3 separate regions of the Mus musculus genome follow, and regions 1 and 2 are each linked to region 3. Evidence: chromatin contacts called from public Hi-C data. All regions are on one chromosome and are shown on one strand. The core of a region is the stretch at or near the end of the contact, and the rest is flanking DNA. Distances in the headings are between cores, read along the strand shown.

Region 1 (2,700 bases), core at 80-2,579, 310 kb after region 3:
GCTGGGGTGGGGCACCCAAGTGACACTTTATTCCAAGGACATTCGAGGACGACTCTACTGAGGGAGGTTTCTAGAATTCCTCCTCACCTGGTCTTGCACTGCGCCTCCAACTCCACCCAAGGACAGCCCTATAACCTTTAACAGCACAGTGGAAGTAAAGTAAATGCTTTCCCTTAGCAAAGGATTGGGATACAAGTCCCCAATCAATGAGGGAAACTTTAAAGAGATTAAGACTGCATCCATGATCTTGCATACATGTCTCTCTCCCTTCAAGAACCTTCTCTCCTGACTTTGATCTTTCTCTTCTCTTCTATATTTACTGTATCTATCCTTCCTCTCTCTCCTATTTTCCTCACTCCCTGACTTATTCCAATCATTTTTTCGGACTTTGGATTCCATTCTCACTTCTTTGTACCTCTTCCTACCATCTGGTTCTAGGCATCTCAGCTGAGCATCCTCTCAGAGCAGGTGCAATGTCCTCTATTGCCATTCTCTGGCCAGGAGAGGATGATAAATTCAATGTTCATAAACTTAGGAGCATGCAAAGTTAATCTATCCGCAATCTGCAAGGGGAAATTACAATTTTCATTCCCAGACCCAATACCACTTAACCCGAAGGTGAGTGTTTAGAGGAATATGCCTGTTCCTATGTTTTAAGGAACAAATCAGTGTTAGAGCATAGAGATTACAATCAGAAACCACAGATGAGCAAGGAGAGGATGCATATTCGGGTCTTGAATATTTAGGATAGTGTCAGATATCCAGGTTTGGGCAAGACTAACCAAGGCAATAAATCATGATAGGTACCACATAGCTTACCACATAGCTCTGTCAGAGTGTGTCTTATTTCCTATGTATCTTATTTCTTTCTGTGATGTGATGATCTCTTTTGATTGCCACCTGCTTTGACATAGCCTTCTTACCCCCAGACACTACAATGACTCATCTCTTTCATTAAGCCTGGCGGATGCCCATTGCTCTGAGTATCTCCAGACCATGATATAGATCCTGATAATTTACTGCCCTGTCTTCTAGACTTGTCTTCTTATCTTCCAGAAAGGAATCAGACAGGCTAAGTCCTTCTTTTGTACCTGTTCAGAGTCAGACTTGGTATGAGCATCTGACAGATGGCTAACAGTGTGTGATGGATGGATGGATTTGAATCTCATGAAAACTGGTATGTAAGGCAGGAGTGGGTGTGTTCTTTCTGTCACAATGATGTCAAACTTAGTAGTGTTGCAAGGAATCATTGGCCTGTCCTCTGGACCCAGGAAGTATATATTTCACCTGTGCTTCAGGATGCTCTGCCATCTGAGTATGGAGAAGAGAGTGGGTTCTTGTGGGTGTCTTGTGAGCAGAGGCTGGACCTTCTTTGATGGAGGACAAAGACATGGCTACTCCTGCCCTGGGGAAGAAGTTTGGCTGGCCTGAGAGGTCACTTCTAAGCTTCAGTAGCTATCTGATGAACAGTTAACTTCTTTGACTTGTTTTTCTTCTTGGCAGCCAGCCTTCCCAGGTTTGAAGGTCCCATGACTTAGATGTCTGTCTATGTGTCCTGAGTTAGGCACACAGGTCCCAAGGATGGCTTTGTTTCCAATAGCAGTAACAAAATATTTGCCAAAAGCAACATGAAAACACAAGAGTGAACAGCAGTTCAACTTGAGGGTAATGACCTCTTTGGCGATCCAATGACTTTATTCTAAGAATTGTGTAAGACCATCCATCAGAAAACACAGCTATTTACATTATGATTCATAAGAGTAGCAAAATTACAGTTATGAAATATTAAAGACAATAACTTTGTGGTTGGGGGTCACCACAACAGGAGGAACTATATTAAAGGGTTGTAGCATTACAAAGGTTGAGAACCACTGAATTAGGCTCAGTTTGAGGGTGCAGTCCATCAGGCAAGGAAATGCACAATATTGGGCATCTGAGGTTTCTGGTCACAAAGACAGAAATAAGTGCTGTTGTTCTATTTGCTTTTTTCTTCGTTCTCAGCCCAAGACCAGAATGAGCAGGATGGTTAGACTCAAGGTGGGTCTTCCCTTTTGTGTAAAAATATTCCAGAAACTTCCTCATAAACACACTTTTAAAGTATGGCCAAGGGATTAGCAGCATTGGCACCGGTAGACTTTGTTAGAAATGTAGAAGCTCAAGCTGTGAATGGTGGCTCCTGTATGTAAGCCAAGCTTTCAAGAGGCTGAGGTCAGAGCACTGATCATGTGTTCAAGGTCAGACTAAGCAGGGAGACTCAGGCTCCACCCAGGGCTATATAATGAGATTCTGTCTCAAGGAAACAGAAGAAAATGAAGGATGATGGGAAAGGAGGAAGAGGAATAGGAAGAAAGGGAAGAAAAAGAAAAGAAGGAAGAGAAATGGGACAAACAGGAGAAGGAAGGGTAGGAGGAGGTGGAGACTCTTCATCCTAACTCTAGACCTATTGGATCTGAATTTGCATGCATAATGGGATCTCCCAGTGGTATCTAGTCCCTTTCTTCCCATCTGAGAAGCTCTGGGATAATCAATGGATTTCAACCAGCTTTAATAGGAGCAGATTCTGAATACTCCCCTGTAGGGATGTGGGTTGGGTGCATCCTACATACCATGTACCAAAGAAATCTGTATGAGTGATATTACCTATTGTGCTTGGCACATTAGAAGTGGCGCTATTAATAGGTGTGGCCTTGTTGGATGAAG
Region 2 (2,876 bases), core at 131-2,630, 430 kb after region 3:
GAGTTTCTGGTGGAGGTGGATAAACCATGGGTGCCCTGGGCATCCTTCTCTACCACTCTCTGCCTGGCTCTGTATAAACAGAGAAAGAAGAAGTCAGAGCCTGGGTACTAGTCCAGAGTGAGGGGTGAGGATGGCTGCCACACAATCAAAGAAGCTCACAAAAATAAAAAGTCTCAAGGCAACAGCCAAGGGCATTGCAGAACAGAAATATTAGCTGTTGATTTTAAAGTGGCAAGATTGTTGCAACGTAAATAACCATCTTCACTTCCATCCCTGTCCCACACTGATACAAATATATATACTCCATGACCATAAATCAACAAAAATAGACAAGTTTCCTTCAGGGTCAATATAGGGCGGAAGAGAAACATCTGATGCCAAGGGACTGTGTGACAATCCATAAAATGTGCTCATTCTGTAGAAGTAGGGTTTCAGAGGCTAGGCAATGATGAGAACCTGTGCATCCCCGGATCTGAGGAGGATCTTGATGTAAGCATTGCAATTCCATGGGGTGCTCACTGGCGGCTGGATGAAATCTAATCCAAATGTTATACGCTGGGGTGTTATTCAAACATCAGGATGGAAAATCAGAAGTTAGACAAGATCCTAGATAAAGGGGGACCCATGTAAGGGGAGAATGGAGGAAGGGATGGGAGGAGACTCCTTAAGACAGAAAGATCAGGAAGAGGTCTCTAAGGAGTCTCTAAGATCAGAGACTCACAACCGAGGCTGCACAGTGGGGTCCAGCTTCCAGAGCTTACCTAATGAACTTGACTCATAAAGGGGGAGGTGAACCAGATTACATCTTCCTGGGCATCTCTAGTGGAGGGTTTCCCATTAGCTCTCCAAAATGGGGACCTGGACAATGAGATAGAAAAAGGAGTAGTTATGGAAAGTATAGGGTACTGGTTGGGAAAAAAAAAAAGAGACCCTAGCCAGGAGTCAGAAGGAGTAAGCAATGAATGAATTTGGAGCAGAGGGAGGTGCTGACTGGCTTCTGTGGTCCTTTGGCAAGAATCATAAATCCCCAAATGACCAAGATGACTGTACTGATGGTGGAAGAGATAAATCCAGTGAGATTTCATAAAAGGCATTTATAAAGCCCAGAAAAGAAACCAAAGAATAAAGGCTGGGCTAATGGAGGAAACATCAGAGATAGAAATAATGAAGGTAAATACAGTTTTAAGGAGATAGGCTGGTCTGCTGAGTGCTGGGTCTGAGGTAACAGCCAAATGAAGTGTCTAATTAGACCATTAAAATTATGGGATGGGATTTGCAGCCAGGATTTTAGATTGAGTTTATGAGTCATGCACCTAAAGTAAATTCAAGCATGTGATAGGAAATTGAAGAAGCCTGTATTTACACAAATGAGAGGACCCACGTAGTCAGAGAATAAGGTGTGGCTAGAGAACAGGGCAGAGAGCAGAGGTCATAGGCTGTCTGTTAAGCCTCACTCAAGAGACCTTGTGGATCCTCTGAGAGAGCAGACTGGTCCATGGTCCCCGAAAACCTCTTTGAAGATGTCTGCAGAAAAGCACTCAAACTGTTAGAAGTCAGGGTTAAAAACCCGAAGGGAGCATCCCCCATCACCTCATCGAAATCAACAATAAAGATAAAAAATGCAGGACTATAGAAGTTGTGATAGGGTGAGAGTCTCTCCCCTAAAGGCATGAGCCAAAGAGGCAGCTGGGGGGAGGGGTAAGGCTTTCGGCAAATCAAGAAGTGAGGGGTCCAGGTCCCTGCAGAGATGGGAAGGGACATAGCTGGGCACAGAGTAGCCCCAGGAAAGGAAAATGTCTATCAGGTAACTACTGCTGCATGACAAATCACCCACAGTTCATTAGATTAAGGCACTACTGTGTTAATCAAGTTCTCTGGAGAAGTAAAACCAATAAAAGGGGTAGAAAGGAGTAAGGGAGAGGAGGGGTGTTGTCAGGAATTTGTTCATGAAATTGTACAAAAAGAGGCTCCAAAATTATCAGAGACTCATAGCTAGAACTCCTGGAAATGGTGAGGGGATCTTTTTCCTTAAAGTATTCATCTGACTGAATGAGGCTTACCCACATTACAAGGGGCAAGTTGCTTTAGTCTACCACTTTAAAAGTTAATTATATCTGAAAAATACCTTCACAGAGGCATTCATATATGTATAGCAAACACCTAGGTGTTGTATGACCTAGTCAATTAATAAATGAAATAAGCCATGAAAACTACCTTTCATTTCGATTCTGAGTTTCTATGCAGATTGGGCAGTTCTTTCTAGACCAGGCTTGACTGAGGTCATGTAGATTTGTTTATGCATCTGTGGCCAGTTACTGAATTGGGACCTTGGGGTGGCCTCTACTGGTCTCTGCTACTACACCTCAGCCCCCCTCTATGTTGGCTACCATCTTCCAGCAAGCTAGCCTGTGCTTGTCATGACCAAGGGGATTCTCTTATCATTAGCTGACTTTTGACTCTACCTGGATGGATTTAAAGAGCAAATGAGAAGCATCTCGTCTACACCAGTAGGAGAGTTAGTCCTGGTCCTTGAGTGCCAGAGCCTGGAGACTATTAGGGTAGCCAAAAGCTTATAGCTACATGCTCTGTAAGCTTCAACATGAGCAGGCACTGTCTGCTGCTTCTTGTTCTAGAGTGACTTATGGTTAAAGCCCTAATTAATACATCTAACCTAGAGCCAAAGGTCTAAGTCCTGGAGCAGGAGACTTTTGGTATTACAGATACTAATAAAACATACAGTTTGGGAGTCTAGGCTTTGACATTGGTTAGTGTTATAGTTTTAAACTCTGGGACATTTATTCTGTCAACTTAGTTGTTCTTTAGAACTCTTCCAGGGATGGGGATGGGGGGTGGGTCTCATCTCAGGCTCTTCTCAG
Region 3 (2,753 bases), core at 9-2,508:
AACCAGCCCATTTTCTTGGGGAGACAGAAATCTGCATGTCTCAGTTGTCCATGGATTCCCCCACAAAAAAACTTTTCTCAAAACTCACCACAGTAACATCACTCAAATACGTATATAAAACCAAATCCATTTTGAGAATAGAGAAGTAAACAATTTTATATAAACCCCTTCTTCGTTGATAACTACTAGAATGTATGTTATAGATACTTGAAGGGGGTTCAGATCCACTCTTAGTTTTTCTAAAGTTAGACATAATGTAAGCACATATAATATATTGAGATGACTTGTTCTGAGGAAGAGGAATTTTAAGTATCTAAGATGCTGTCATAAAAGAGGCATTCACTCATCTTTAAAGCTGGGAGATAAGAATAAGATCAACTGAAGAGATAAGTGTCTAAGGAGTGTCAAAGATGGATGGGATAAAGGTCTCAGATGAAGGTTGGGAGAGGGAGGACCATATGCCCTGCTTTCTGGGCTCCTATAGTTAGCTGGAAGGTGGAAGCACTATCCAAGTGTGTGGGAGGTTGATGCATGGTTGCTGGGCGCACTTGCCTTACCCTTGACAAATTACAAGGCCATCTGGTTGTTAATAGATTCAATTTACTGTAATTTAGTCTATGGCATTAGTGGAAAGGCAATCACGAAGCACTTTGCTTCTGCAGACTATCAGAAGCAGCAACCTGGGATTTTTCATTCCCTGGGAACTTGGAGAAGATTCCACATGAAGCTTCTTGCCATCTTGCGCCAGCCTCGAAAGCATCCCAAGTTTGTCTCAGAGTCACTAGTCCTCCATTAACACACTTGTCCCTTTAATGTGATGAGAGAAAGCAAAGGCTTGCTGAGGGCTCTCAAGTTACGGATTTCCTTATCCTTCAGATTCCTGTGCTCCATCCCAGGTCTACCAAGTCGAGCAGGGAGACAGTCTCAGGACTCAGTATCTGACTAAAGAGCTTCATTCACATAGAGCTGTTTTCAGTTTGCATTTTTCTCTTCTCGGAAGCCAAGAGTTAGAAATGGTAAATGAGATGGTGACCTGAGGCCTCTTGGCCAGCTCTCCCTGCTTAGATCCACATGACTGGGCGAATAACAGAATTAATTTTTCTCCTCTCCTTCTTAAACACACACACATACACACACACATACACTTTCCTGTTCTCTCTCTCTCTCTCTCTCTCTCTCTCTCTCTCTCTCTCTCTCTCTCTCTCTCTCTCCCTCTCTCTCTCTCCCTCTCATAATCTTTTGTCTCTAAGAAGAACATCCTGAGCACCCCATCTTTCTGTTTGGGGTGGGATGGAAAGAAGAGGGGATATTTGGCCTTGAGCTTAAGCCTTGTATTCTAGTCTTTGCGATTTCACCCTACTGCTTTGGTGGTATTGGACTTTGACTCAGCTAAAAATCATAAAAACACATTCATGTTCCAATTGATCTGGAATTCATATGTTTTAGAAGACTACCAGGGCCGATCCTTAGCTCTCTGGATGCCATTTAATCTAATCAGGTATCTACCTTTAACCCTGATCATTCTAATAATTATTTTAGACCAAGCACATACCTAGAAGGCTCTCTCTCCTTCCTCCTGGTGCAGTAACTGGAGCCTGGGTGGATAGGGTAGCCTTTTTTTTTTTTTTTTTTTTTTTTTTTTAAGCACGGGCTATGGCTATTACCAAGTTAGAAGGAAAACAAAGCCAAATGATTGCCACAGTGAAGTGTCTTATGGTTAAGTATTTCTAGATGTAACTGTGAGATCCACAGGCCCAGGGCATTCACCAGAAGAATTGCTCAGAAATTGGTTTGTATTGGGCATCAAAGGCTGCCTGCTGAGTGGTGAGTGGCTATCTTCATGATGACACACAGGGCAATCAGATGGCTCTGTGCCAGTGGGGAGTGGGAGACGCTTCTCTGTCCATTCCCAGCCCTCTTTTGTTTTGTGTCCTTGGGTCCAGCCTTTAAAATGATCAGATTTAATAGCTCTAGAGAGCCTCTGCCCACTGTCCACTCTGATGGACTCAGCATCAGGGCTGAAGCTGTGACGTCAGCATGCCCCTCAGCGAACAGCCACAGCAGTTTTCTCAGTAAATGCAGAATAAAGTATTGTTTTTCTCCACAGAATTAATTTTAACTATGTTAAAATTAATGGCTCGTATTTGCAAAGTAGCTGATAAGATTTTGGGGTGCAGACAGAGGCTGTGGATAGAGCCTAGCCCATAGGAGCTTAATCCATCACTTCAATTTTCTCAGATAATCTTCAAATTTACTAGCTTGTTGTCTTGTTACTCACTTAAAAGACATATAGGAAAATGTCCCTTGATTTCTAAATGCCAGGCTAAGAGATGGGAAAACATAGAAGGAGAAAAGACGTCTTACAAGTGGCTCATGGTCTTATGGGAAAACAAATATGACTTCAAGCTCTGAGACCAAGATGGGAGGTTAGAAGGGCATCAAAGTGGGTGTGAAGGGCAGTGAACATGGGAGCTGCTGAAGAGGGGCTGAGAGGTGGGGTTCTAGAACGGAGTAGAATTTGACAAGTGCTGATCAGCAAGCTTTCTTACTTTAGGAACTGACAGAGATCAGCCACATACCGGTAGAGGACGGTATTGCCGGCATGTGGAGAAGCACAGACCAATTGGAAAACTGAAGATTTACCTAACTAATTAGCACTGTGTTGGATGGATGTGATAACAGTGACTGAATCATGCTGCGTACGAAGAGGGACCTTCTTCTGAAGCCAGTAGATACCCTTCTCTATCTTTGTA

Evidence for each region. A called contact is a pair of places that touch in the nucleus more often than the background predicts.
Region 1: a contact with region 3 is called in a Hi-C map of the N1E-115 cell line, with 4 times the contacts expected there. The contact joins two enhancer-like sites. A contact is called at or near these places in 2 of 39 promoter capture datasets (hippocampal neurons and stem cell-derived epiblast-like cells) and 2 of 484 Hi-C or Micro-C datasets (the N1E-115 cell line and bone marrow-derived macrophages).
Region 2: a Hi-C map of the N1E-115 cell line shows a contact between it and region 3, with 2.4 times the contacts expected there. The contact joins two enhancer-like sites.

Annotation. Positions count from the first base shown.
Region 1 is chr1:159,601,565-159,604,264 of GRCm38.p6, reverse strand. The region is part of intron 1 of Tnr (tenascin R); the gene reads right to left. Among named protein-coding and RNA genes, the nearest start is that of Tnr, 79 kb to the right of the region's middle. Within about 2 kb of position 1,329, at least 1 of the 459 cell types and tissues checked has an H3K27ac peak or open chromatin away from gene starts, as enhancers often do. A contact at or near this core is called in the N1E-115 cell line, where this site is marked.
Region 2 is chr1:159,481,560-159,484,435 of GRCm38.p6, reverse strand. No RefSeq gene overlaps it. Among named protein-coding and RNA genes, the nearest start is that of Tnr, 41 kb to the left of the region's middle. Within about 2 kb of position 1,380, at least 4 of the 459 cell types and tissues checked have an H3K27ac peak or open chromatin away from gene starts, as enhancers often do. A contact at or near this core is called in the N1E-115 cell line, where this site is marked.
Region 3 is chr1:159,907,201-159,909,953 of GRCm38.p6, reverse strand. The region is part of intron 18 of Tnr (tenascin R); the gene reads right to left. Among named protein-coding and RNA genes, the nearest start is that of Gm31667, 120 kb to the left of the region's middle. Within about 2 kb of position 1,258, at least 4 of the 459 cell types and tissues checked have an H3K27ac peak or open chromatin away from gene starts, as enhancers often do. A contact at or near this core is called in the N1E-115 cell line, where this site is marked.